Regions from separate parts of the Zea mays genome. Here regions 1 and 3 are each linked to region 2. The links are chromatin contacts, called in public Hi-C maps. All regions are on one chromosome and are shown on one strand. Each heading gives the region's core, a stretch centred on a gene start, on an enhancer-like site or on the middle of the called end of the contact. The rest is flanking DNA. Distances are from core to core; before and after follow the strand shown.

Region 1 (3,245 bases), core at 422-2,921, 200 kb after region 2:
CAAGATCTGTGGCGGGGGCAGGTTCCATGTGTGGGTGTGGGAGAGAACAGAGGCGGGGGTACGGCGGGGGCGGGGGCAAGGTGTGGACGCACTCGTTAGCTTCTTAATAAGTAGTAATAGATACGTGGCTCTACAGAGGATTAGAGGGTGTGGCATTATCACCCGCCCCTGATTTTTAATATGGTAATAAGAGCCGCCCATAATTAGACTCAAGAATCCAGCCACTCTGATTTTTAACATGGTAGTCAGATCTGCTAATTAGTGGTGGTTATGACTGTTAAACATACGTGCAATTTATTTGGTGTATTTAGTGGTGGTTATGAGTACGTGTGGTGATTTAGTTAGGTAGGTGTTGTAAAATTTAAACTGGTGGATTATATAGCGATATAGAAATAAAGACAACCCACTTTAAAACATGAAGACACGTACCTCATGTTGTAAAGATAACGATGGTACGTCATGTGGTGACACAAAGATCACGACCTGAGTTCACACACGTTCAGCTGGATCTATGGGCCTGTTTGGTTCAGCTTTTTTCTGACCAACTTTTCTGAAAATCTGGCTGTGGGAAGAATCTGGCTATGGGGAGAATCTGAGTATCATTACGATTACGTATGGAAGAAGATAAAGTTGTTCATAGGGCTCAGGATTTAGAAAGTGACGGATTCCTGCTATTACAACGACTCAACCGATTATGTGTTTATGTTGATTTTGGATGGTTTTTGTCCCAACAAATTTTATAGAAGCTGGCTGAAAAGCTGACCGTTTGACAGGCCGCAGCAGCTTTTGGTGGCTAGAAGCTGCTAGAAGCCGAAACAAACAGGTCATATGTCATGTAGCCATGATCCGCGTCCATCTTTTTGTTTATTAGCGAGGAGGATCCAGCCTGCGTCTTTTCTTTACTTGGACGGGAAATAGGGTTAGATATTGATCCAACTCGATTTGGTTCGTCTGAGTTCGAACTAACTCGTTAAGATCACGAGCTAATCTAGCTTGGCTCAATTTATTAAGCTAACGAGTCACACAGTCAGCTCAGTTTGCCTTATTTAGTTCGCGAGTAAGAACATAAAAAACAATATAATAATAATAATAATAATAATAATAATAATAATAATAATAATAATAATAATAATAATAATAATAATAATAATAATAAATTTCTAGTTAATTTCAAACTAATTTAACAATATAAATACTAATTATGCTTATAGTTTCATATATCACATCAATGAAACACCAAATTAACAAAACCTATCGCTTATCAATTTACAATTCACAGACATGTTCATTAATTTAATCCATATTTATATTCGTATAAACCAATTTAATACATAGATATAGTTTATCAATTATTAGTTTAATTCATACGTCATAGACACCACACATACATATAATATGTTTATTAATTATTACATGATTGATATATATAGTTTCGTTTTTAAATGTGGTGGCTTGATTAATTCGTGAGCTGACTCGTTAATAAATTAAGATGACTCATTAATAAACCGAAATAAAATATTAATTTAATTTTTAAAAAAATTGAAACGAGTCGATCCAAAACGAGCGAGGGAGTAAAGTGAACGAAACGGCGAGTCGACGAACGCGGTTGCAGGCTGCCACCCGCAATAGACTAGCGGACCCGATCCGTTGACAGCCAGCCCCCTGTTGCCCCCGCTTTTCCTTCTTCGCTGGGCGCCTGGGCCCTCCCCTCCCCCTCATTTCTCCCTGCCCTTGCCTCTTCTCCCCTGTCGCCGGCGAGAGCTCGGGCGGAGACGCCGCAGCACCCGCAGGAGAGCTTTTCTCCCCGGGAAACAAGGAGACCTCCGGAGGGCTCTTCCTTCCACGAGGTTAGATCAGAGGAAAGCCACTCCCTTTCCCTTCTCCATCCATCTCCTGTTTTTTGTTTTTTCCATTTATTATCTATTCATTTTTTAGCATTCCTGTGAAAAAGTTCTGGGTGCGTAATGGATTTGTCGAGGTCTTATCTGCTTTGGTCGGAGGAGGTTTTCTTCCGTCGTTTCAATTTCTCGAAGAGAAGATCGAGTTGTCGTGGGAGAAATCATCTCCTTCTTGCTACTACTGATAAAGAAGAGTGCCTTTTCATTTGGTCCCCGCGGTTTAGGTTTTTGTTCCTGTGTAATACTCCTACTAGTTGCTCGGTGTGAATTCTGACGAGCGTTTATAATAAATAAATAACTTTGAATTCCATCCGTTTTCAGGGCTGCGGCTGTTGGATTGTGCTGAAAGATCTCAGTTTTTATCTCCAAGGAAGGATTACTCATCGCGAATCCGGATCTGTCGGTGGTGGAAACTGGAAAGTTGCCACTTTTATGAGGCGAGGCTGTGAGGAACCCGTGTCCCTCCCGTGGATGTGGTGAGCCCTGATTGGCGCACCAGGCGAGAAGGGGCAGGAGCCCAGTAGGTGGTGACAGAGCAGGGTGAGAGGGAGAACCGGAGAAGAGAGGTAGCCGGTATACAAGACAAGCAGGCAACTATAGGAAGGACGAAGGAAAAGGAGAGGAGGGAGCTCTCCATGGGGGAGCCCCTCCTCGCCTCCCTCTCTATGGAGAACAGCAACAGCCACCCCTGCACGCTCCTCTCCATGGACCCTGCCGGCTCGCACCTGGCCTCCGCCGAGTCCTCGGGCGGCGGTAGCGCCGCGACCAATGGGGTTGGCAATGGTGTTGACCGGGAACTCTTTGTCATTCCGCGGCGTGAGTCGGCGCACCCTGTTCCGCCGGACATCAACCTCCCGCTCTCTGCAGATCACTCACCGCTGCCTCCGTCGTGGAGCCTCGACACGTTCGACATACTTGATGTCACTCTTGGAACACACAACTACGAGTCTGAGGTTGCGCTTACGCTTCCAAAGCCGACCGGCAACGGCAATGGCAGTGCCGCTATCGGCGTCGGCGCGAGGAAATACGCTAAGAGAGGCGACAGCATCTGGGGCGCGTGGTTCTTCTTCAATAACTACTTCAAGCCTGCACTTGTGGAGAAGTCAAAGGGGAAGATGGTGCGAGACGCGTCCAGGAACATCTCGGGCTTTGACAAGTCTGATCTACGTCTTGATGTCTTCCTGGTGCAGCATGACATGGAGAACATGTACATGTGGGTTTTCAAGGAGCGGCCCGACAATGCCCTTGGGAAGATGCAGCTCCGGAGCTTCATGAATGGGCATTCCAAGCATGGGGAGCCGTCTTTCCCGTTCAGTGCCGATAAGGGCTTTGCCAGGTCACACCGCA
Region 2 (3,197 bases), core at 199-2,698:
AAACGCATAAAGTAAAGATAGAATATAATTTTTACCATAATCGACTAATGTGCGAATAAAAGCCAGCTTAACAAAGCTTCCCCCCTCCCCCCCACCTTTTCTAGACTAATCAACCAAAGATGCGGACACAACACTCTGCTTTCGGGAAACATGAAGACAGCAAACCCCAACTGCAATGTAAGCATTTATTAAGACAGACTGATTACAAGATATATTTCCCTATCCGTGTTAGTTCGAGTATCCATTGCTAATCAATAATCAGATTATTGCCTCTAATGCTAATCAACGATAAGATGGTTATAGAGGAGTGAGTCATACGCCACCCAGATGAAGAAAAAAAAGATTGTGATTTTCAGGCCGTTTTTTACTTAAGTACTTGTTCCATGGCCAAACATCTCCAGTGCATTTCAGTCGGCAATTGTCTTGCCGCGTTTCTAAATAAATAAAAAAACTCAGTACAAACATAAGGAGAGCGAGGAAGCTTCTAATGGGGAGAGGCAAACTTTGGGAAATATTAGCCACGTGCTAAGCAACATATACTGCTAAGCTCGTGTCCAGTATTTATTGCCAGCATAAATAAGAAATGAACATGAGCAAGAACAGCAAACACAAGTGCCAGCATAAATAAGAAATGAACATAAATAAGATCATGATGCGCATCAACCTATCTGGCTATCTCCAATCAAACAAAGCCAAGAAGAGTGAGGGAGTGAAAGACGCCAGTACGATTGCTCAAAGCTTCACAGGTGGGAGAACACGCTGACGGAGCAATTGCATGACTCCACATGTCACTGGAACCATGAAAAAGGTAAAAAAAAATCAAATCACTTTTTAGCCCCACGTCTCTAACAGGTTCCGTGACAGATTTATTGGTTAGTGCTTACTGTAACTGCTTAATGTCCCCGTCGGGCACAGAACTCGAAAGGAAAAAAAAGCATAGACAGAATGAAACACTAAATCCTGAAGTGCATACAAAAGATGGCATCGAACGGTGGCATCTCTTACCGATCCGAACAAAAAAACGAGGGCATCTTGTTTCCTTCCCAACAAAATCAGCGCGGAACAGAAAAAAAAAACCAAAGTACGAAACCAAATTAAGCACATGTGAAAACGCGTTCCGAAGAACACGAATGGAAACAAACAAGTCGACTCCAGAGCTATCAGCGATCGCGGTTCCGCGGCTCGTATTGGTCCATGAAACCAGCACGAACGGGTGACGCCTTCCCACGAACAGATTAAACGCGCAACGCAAAGCAGCGCCGCCGCCGCCGCCGAGAAGCGGTCGCGAAACACGCAGCGAACTGACCTGGCTGGTTCCATACGACGCCTGAGAGGCCCGCAAATCCGGCAGGTTTCTGAGGCGAGGATCGGAGGCTTGGGAGTTCCGGAAGGGGTTTGTTGGTGAGGACCGAGGAACGGAAACGGGAATGGAAAGAAACGGTGGATCCACGCAGGGAGGGAGAACAGATGCGAGGAGAGGGTGTTTCCGTTAAATTCCGGTCCGTGGCGGGCTTTCCCTGGATGTCCGGGTGGCGGGCGTTGGTAGTTGAAAACTTCTTCTGGTTGAACAGTTTTTTTTTTTTGGGGGCGTGTGTGGAGGGAGGACAAGAGACGTAGCTATGCTGTCCTCTGAAAACTTTGCTGTCTTTTTACCGCATTTATTTAGTTTATTATATAGCTTTTGGATTGGGAAAAACTGATTTAAATAAATATCAATGTCCATAATAAACGATGGACACGGACGCAACACAAAGGGTTATTTCTGCATTAGCTCAAGACCGCCTCAACTTTATGGCTGTATATATTATTAATCACTATAATCTAGCACTAGCAACATGTAAGAATGATGTGTTCGCTCTTCCTGTAATAGTAATTTAGGCAAAAAAAATTGGATTAAGCTAATATGATATGAACCCACAAGATGACGGGGTGTCGCCGTTGTCAACCGCGCCCGGCGAGCAGGAATTGAGGAGGACGGCGGTTGCTGAAGGTGCTGATGTCATAGATTTAAACAGTTTCCATTGACCCATGGGCCATGGCTAGCTTGTGATTTGCGTGCTGCACCCGTCTTTTGGTTTTGGGCACCGACTGCTGCCATACCACACACCACACGTCCACACCGGTGATGGGCATGGGGGTATAAACAGAAAAAAAAAGACAACCTTGGAGTTGCTGCCGAAATTCCAGGCTCGTGATTGGCTCAAGTGTCCCATCCGCAAGTAGCATCGGCCAGACCAGACGCCAATGACCAGCTCAACCCGGTCAATCCTGTCAAACTCAGACGATCTTATTTATATAACCTCGTCAACAAATAAAAAAAAATCAAGGGGTGAACCGAGAGAGAGAGAGAGAATATCCTAAGACCGTGTGGCCGTGGATTCGTTTAGTTTATACGTCCTGAAATGTCAAATATGTTACATGGAGAACCTCCAGTGTGCAGATGTTGGAGCTGTTACGCTGGCTGGCGCTGGAATGCTGGAGAGACACTGCAATTGGGGCTGGTCACTGCTCTCAGCACGTACAGGTCAGTGATCGCCAAGGGACCGGCGGCGACAAAGAGAGAGCAAGCTACGCCTACGGAAGTGACGGTCAGCAGGAAAGTTTCCGGTCTTGAGACGCCTGTGCTTGCCGAGCGCCCAATTGGTCATGAATACGATAGCCGCGGCCACGACGAGGAAGACGTAGCCCGCGCACGGTCTGCGGCGTGGCGACGTTGAACCCGACCCACTGGTAGGTGTAGTTGGCGCACGTCACGCCTTCTCGCTCTAGTCTGACAGGCTGGCCTTCGGGCTGAGGACCACTGGCCTCCCGGCTTTCCCAGGTTTCAAGAGGGAGGGTCGGCCGCTGCCTTGAAGGATAGTACGTACTTCTTAATTAGCTGCATTGGTGGCGGAGAGACAATCGGGTTAGCAGATGACACACATGAGGACAAAAGCTGTACATCCTCCACTGCAGCCTGCAGGGAAGGAAAATGTGACGGGAGAAAAAACAAAACTAGCAGAAAACTGAACGAATCTATGGAAGAAGAAGAAGAAAAAAAACAATATTTCCATCCAACCCAGACATGGTCGTCCATTCAGATCAACACAGAACATTTCTAGTAGATGCGAATTCTAATAGAATTCCCAATATTAGTACCAACTAGTGGCACAACCACAAAGTTAGAGCAGCATTAGTTCGCATCAAGTAGTAAAAGA
Region 3 (3,227 bases), core at 27-2,526, 220 kb before region 2:
AGCAGGCTATTTGCTTGGCTTTAATTTATATCTACTTTTATTGTACCCGTTTCTATTGAGTATCTTTGTTTATATAGATTATAGATACAACATTCAAACAACTAGATTTAATCCGAAGCGAACATCCCCTAACCTTGTTTGTTTCCTTTAAAATTATATAATCCAGCTTATAGATTATATAAACAACTATTGACATACTTATAAATTATCATAATTTAGGTATGTAAATTCTATAATCCATTTAATAATATGTGTTGTCTATTTATCCCAACTTATTTAAACTAGATTATATAATCTATGGGGAACAAACAGTGCCTAGGACTATCAGCGTCACAGCTCCAAACGATCGACAAGGTAATAAGCTACAAAATCAGAACTTTTTCGGATTGCTATGCAGAAATCAGTTCATGCATGATGATATCATACATGCATGATGATCTCACACTGACGGGACTAGCTGGCTGATGAACATTCAGCCGGCCGCCACTACATGCAGATGCAGGCATGGAATGGAACAGAGAAGTGAGTGAGACGCGCTTACGTTGGTAGGAACCAGCGCGGAGAGGCAGCAATGGCACACGACGCGCCCCTGGAGCGAGCACTGCAGGACCCTGCCCAGCTGCTGCTCCTTCTCGAGCACCGTCTCCAGCTCCGACACCTGCACACAGAGAGAGAGAGAGAGAGAGAGAGCGTCAGCCGAGAGAGTCTGCCGTACGTCCATGGAAGACGAGAGAGTCTGCCGCACTGGGCAGCGCACCTCGAACTCGAGCTCCAGCCGCTTCTCGCGCTGCTCGTCCCTGTCCATGAGGAAGTACATCAGCTTCATCTTGCACCGGCGCACCCGCGGCCTTCTTAAACCCGCGCCCGGGCCTGGGCCCGGTCGCCCGCGCCGCCGGTGGAGCGGGTAGTAACTGCCGCCGCCGGCGGGACGTAATGGCGTCGGCGAGCTCATTTAGTGTTGTGGGGGGGGGGGGGGGGGGGGGGGGTCTCGGCCTCTCGATCGGTCTCTCCGGCGCGGGTAAGAAAAGGAGGATGCGGGGAGTGAGAGAGAGAGCGACGTCTCGCTGCCGCGCCGCCTGTCAGAGCACCGAGAGAAGAACCCCGCGCGGAGGGGTTGCCGCCTCTTTCGGGGCAGACGGCAGAGAGAGATAGGGACTAGGGAGGGAGGCAGCGCAACGGGTGACGGGGTGGCGAGGGCGCGTCGGTGTCGCGTTACGCTTCCCGTGCGGGCACCGGAAATAGCTGGCCGGCCCATGCAGTGCAACGCATGACCGGCTTAAATTCCCCAGCGGTTGACGCAATGCAACGCGCCGAGGGGCTGCGCGAATTTATGCCCGTGACGGCATCTGTTACCAAGGTCACTTTGATGAGGGTTGAGGGGTACAGCCTCACGTTTTCTTTTTTTTCATCTTCAAAATATAAATATATAAATCAGCGGTTTAAACTTTACAAAACTCATCCAATCATAATATTCTCTAAATTCATCAAATAAATTATTTTAAAACATAACACATTCTTAAAACCAACCGTTAAGATTGTTAGATAAACCTTTTCTCTTAATCGCTCAAATACAATATCCAATGTTATTTGAATTATGGCTACTCACACGTCCCTCACGCACAATAAGAGCATCTCCAAGAGACTAGTTAAATGACTCGTCAAGCCAAATTTTGGCTACTTAACAGTAAAATAACTTTCTAACAGACTAGTTATCTGACTCGCCAAGCTATCTGACTCTCCAAATCAGCTCTCTCACTAGCTAAATTTGGCTAGCCACCTGACTAGCAAAATTAGATAAATAGTCTGTTGGAGTAAGATGCTACATATATAATGTAATCTTTATGAAAAGATAAATAGAGAGTTAAATAGAGAGTAAAAAATAAAAAGTCTCTTGGAGATGCTCTAACCCCCCTACCACCTCTCATTATCCCACGGCTCCCCTCCCCTTCTCGTGCCACCTCACCAGCCTCTATCTTTTCTCTCGCCTTCCCGGAACCATAGCGTTAGCATAGATATATAGATTATTCATCTTCAAAGTGCACACTCATTTTATAGTCTTATAAATTTACAGATAATATTAATGTCTCTTTTTATAGATTTATAAAACCATAAAAAACTCCATTATATAAAATATTAGTTTTCACATTTTCACTTAAATAGTAAAAAGGTTAAAATTATACACAAATAGAGATTTAAGATTTAAACTATGGTTGTTCAGATATCTAACCAGTAGAAGACATGTATATCTAACCACCAGTAGAAAACACGTCTTTTTGGTTTATATCTATACTTTGCTAGTTCTAGGAATACGAGACCACCCATGCCGACTTATCTTGAATCGACAGGTTTCATCCCACTAATTAAGCCACGCCCATTCTTGTACGTATGTGTATTTAATTTTAAAAAAAAAGAAGTAAACAATAGTTTTGGACATTGTTTGGATCCGTATTTCATTTGTAAAAACAAGAATAGATATTCAATCCCCTATGCCTGGGGAGATCGAATATATATCGTACAATAATTGTCTGGCTGCCTCCGTGCAACGATTAGCTGACAAGTTGCATTCGCAGATCAGGCTAATCCGTACGGAGCACAGATGACCGGTACAGTTTTGGCAGCATTCGACCAATGTGGGGCACAAGGGCACAAGGCTACCTTGTCCCAAATGTCCAAAAACTTCAGTCTCACACCCTAGGCATCGGGTGACGCAATTACATACACCAAACCCATGGTTCAGATGACGGATCCACCGTAATTCGGCACAAAAAAAAGGGGATACATAAGCACCATTATTGATACGTCCAGAGGTAAACATTATTAGCAAGCTCAAGCTAGAAGTTGGGGGCAGGCAAAACAGTCTCTGCTCCTGCGCAAAAGCTACTAGCTTACATAGCACAGTTGAGCAAAAAAAAAGTATGTTCGTCTTCAGCGTAGCATCTTAAGCGGACTTCACGGTGGCCGCGTTGATGATGTCGATGAACTCAGGCTGCAGACGAGATAGGGTTGGAAACAGTCAGCAACACGGGCAGCCAGTTCGTTGTTTCTTTGGTTTATAAAAATAAAAGGAAAAAGAAACAGGACATCAACCGTCTTTCTGGATTTTTCATTACCTTCAAAGAAGCTCCACCGACAAGAAAACCATCGACATCAGGCTGTGCTGCTAGCTCTTTGCAGTTCGCAGCAGTTACAGAGCCTGTAGCAGGAGGCACGTGTGTGATTACCAAAGA

What was found. Hi-C and Micro-C count contacts between places; a contact is called where the count stands out from the background.
Region 1: a contact with region 2 is called in a Hi-C map of tassel, with 3 times the contacts expected there. The contact joins the promoter of LOC100279810 here to the promoter of LOC100275570 in region 2. A contact is called at or near these places in 3 of 25 Hi-C or Micro-C datasets (ear, leaf and tassel).
Region 3: a Hi-C map of bundle sheath shows a contact between it and region 2, with 2.7 times the contacts expected there. The contact joins the promoter of LOC100381749 here to the promoter of LOC100275570 in region 2. A contact is called at or near these places in 2 of 25 Hi-C or Micro-C datasets (bundle sheath and endosperm).

Annotation. Positions count from the first base shown.
Region 1 is chr3:17,408,736-17,411,980 of Zm-B73-REFERENCE-NAM-5.0, reverse strand. LOC100279810 (SLT1 protein) reads left to right here and starts at 1,671. Exons shown (of 2, transcript NM_001152766.1): 1 at 1,671-1,847; 2 at 2,220-3,245. The coding sequence starts at 2,534.
Region 2 is chr3:17,606,068-17,609,264 of Zm-B73-REFERENCE-NAM-5.0, reverse strand. It overlaps LOC100275570 (Protein TRM32), which reads right to left and starts at 1,448. Exons shown (of 5, transcript NM_001149622.1): 1 at 1,307-1,448.
Region 3 is chr3:17,828,188-17,831,414 of Zm-B73-REFERENCE-NAM-5.0, reverse strand. It overlaps LOC100381749, which reads right to left and starts at 1,276. Exons shown (of 9, transcript NM_001361540.2): 1 at 758-1,276; 2 at 542-658. The coding sequence starts at 952. It overlaps LOC100272481 (triosephosphate isomerase, cytosolic), which reads right to left. Exons shown (of 9, transcript NM_001146952.1): 8 at 3,111-3,193; 9 at 2,778-2,986. The coding sequence ends at 2,939.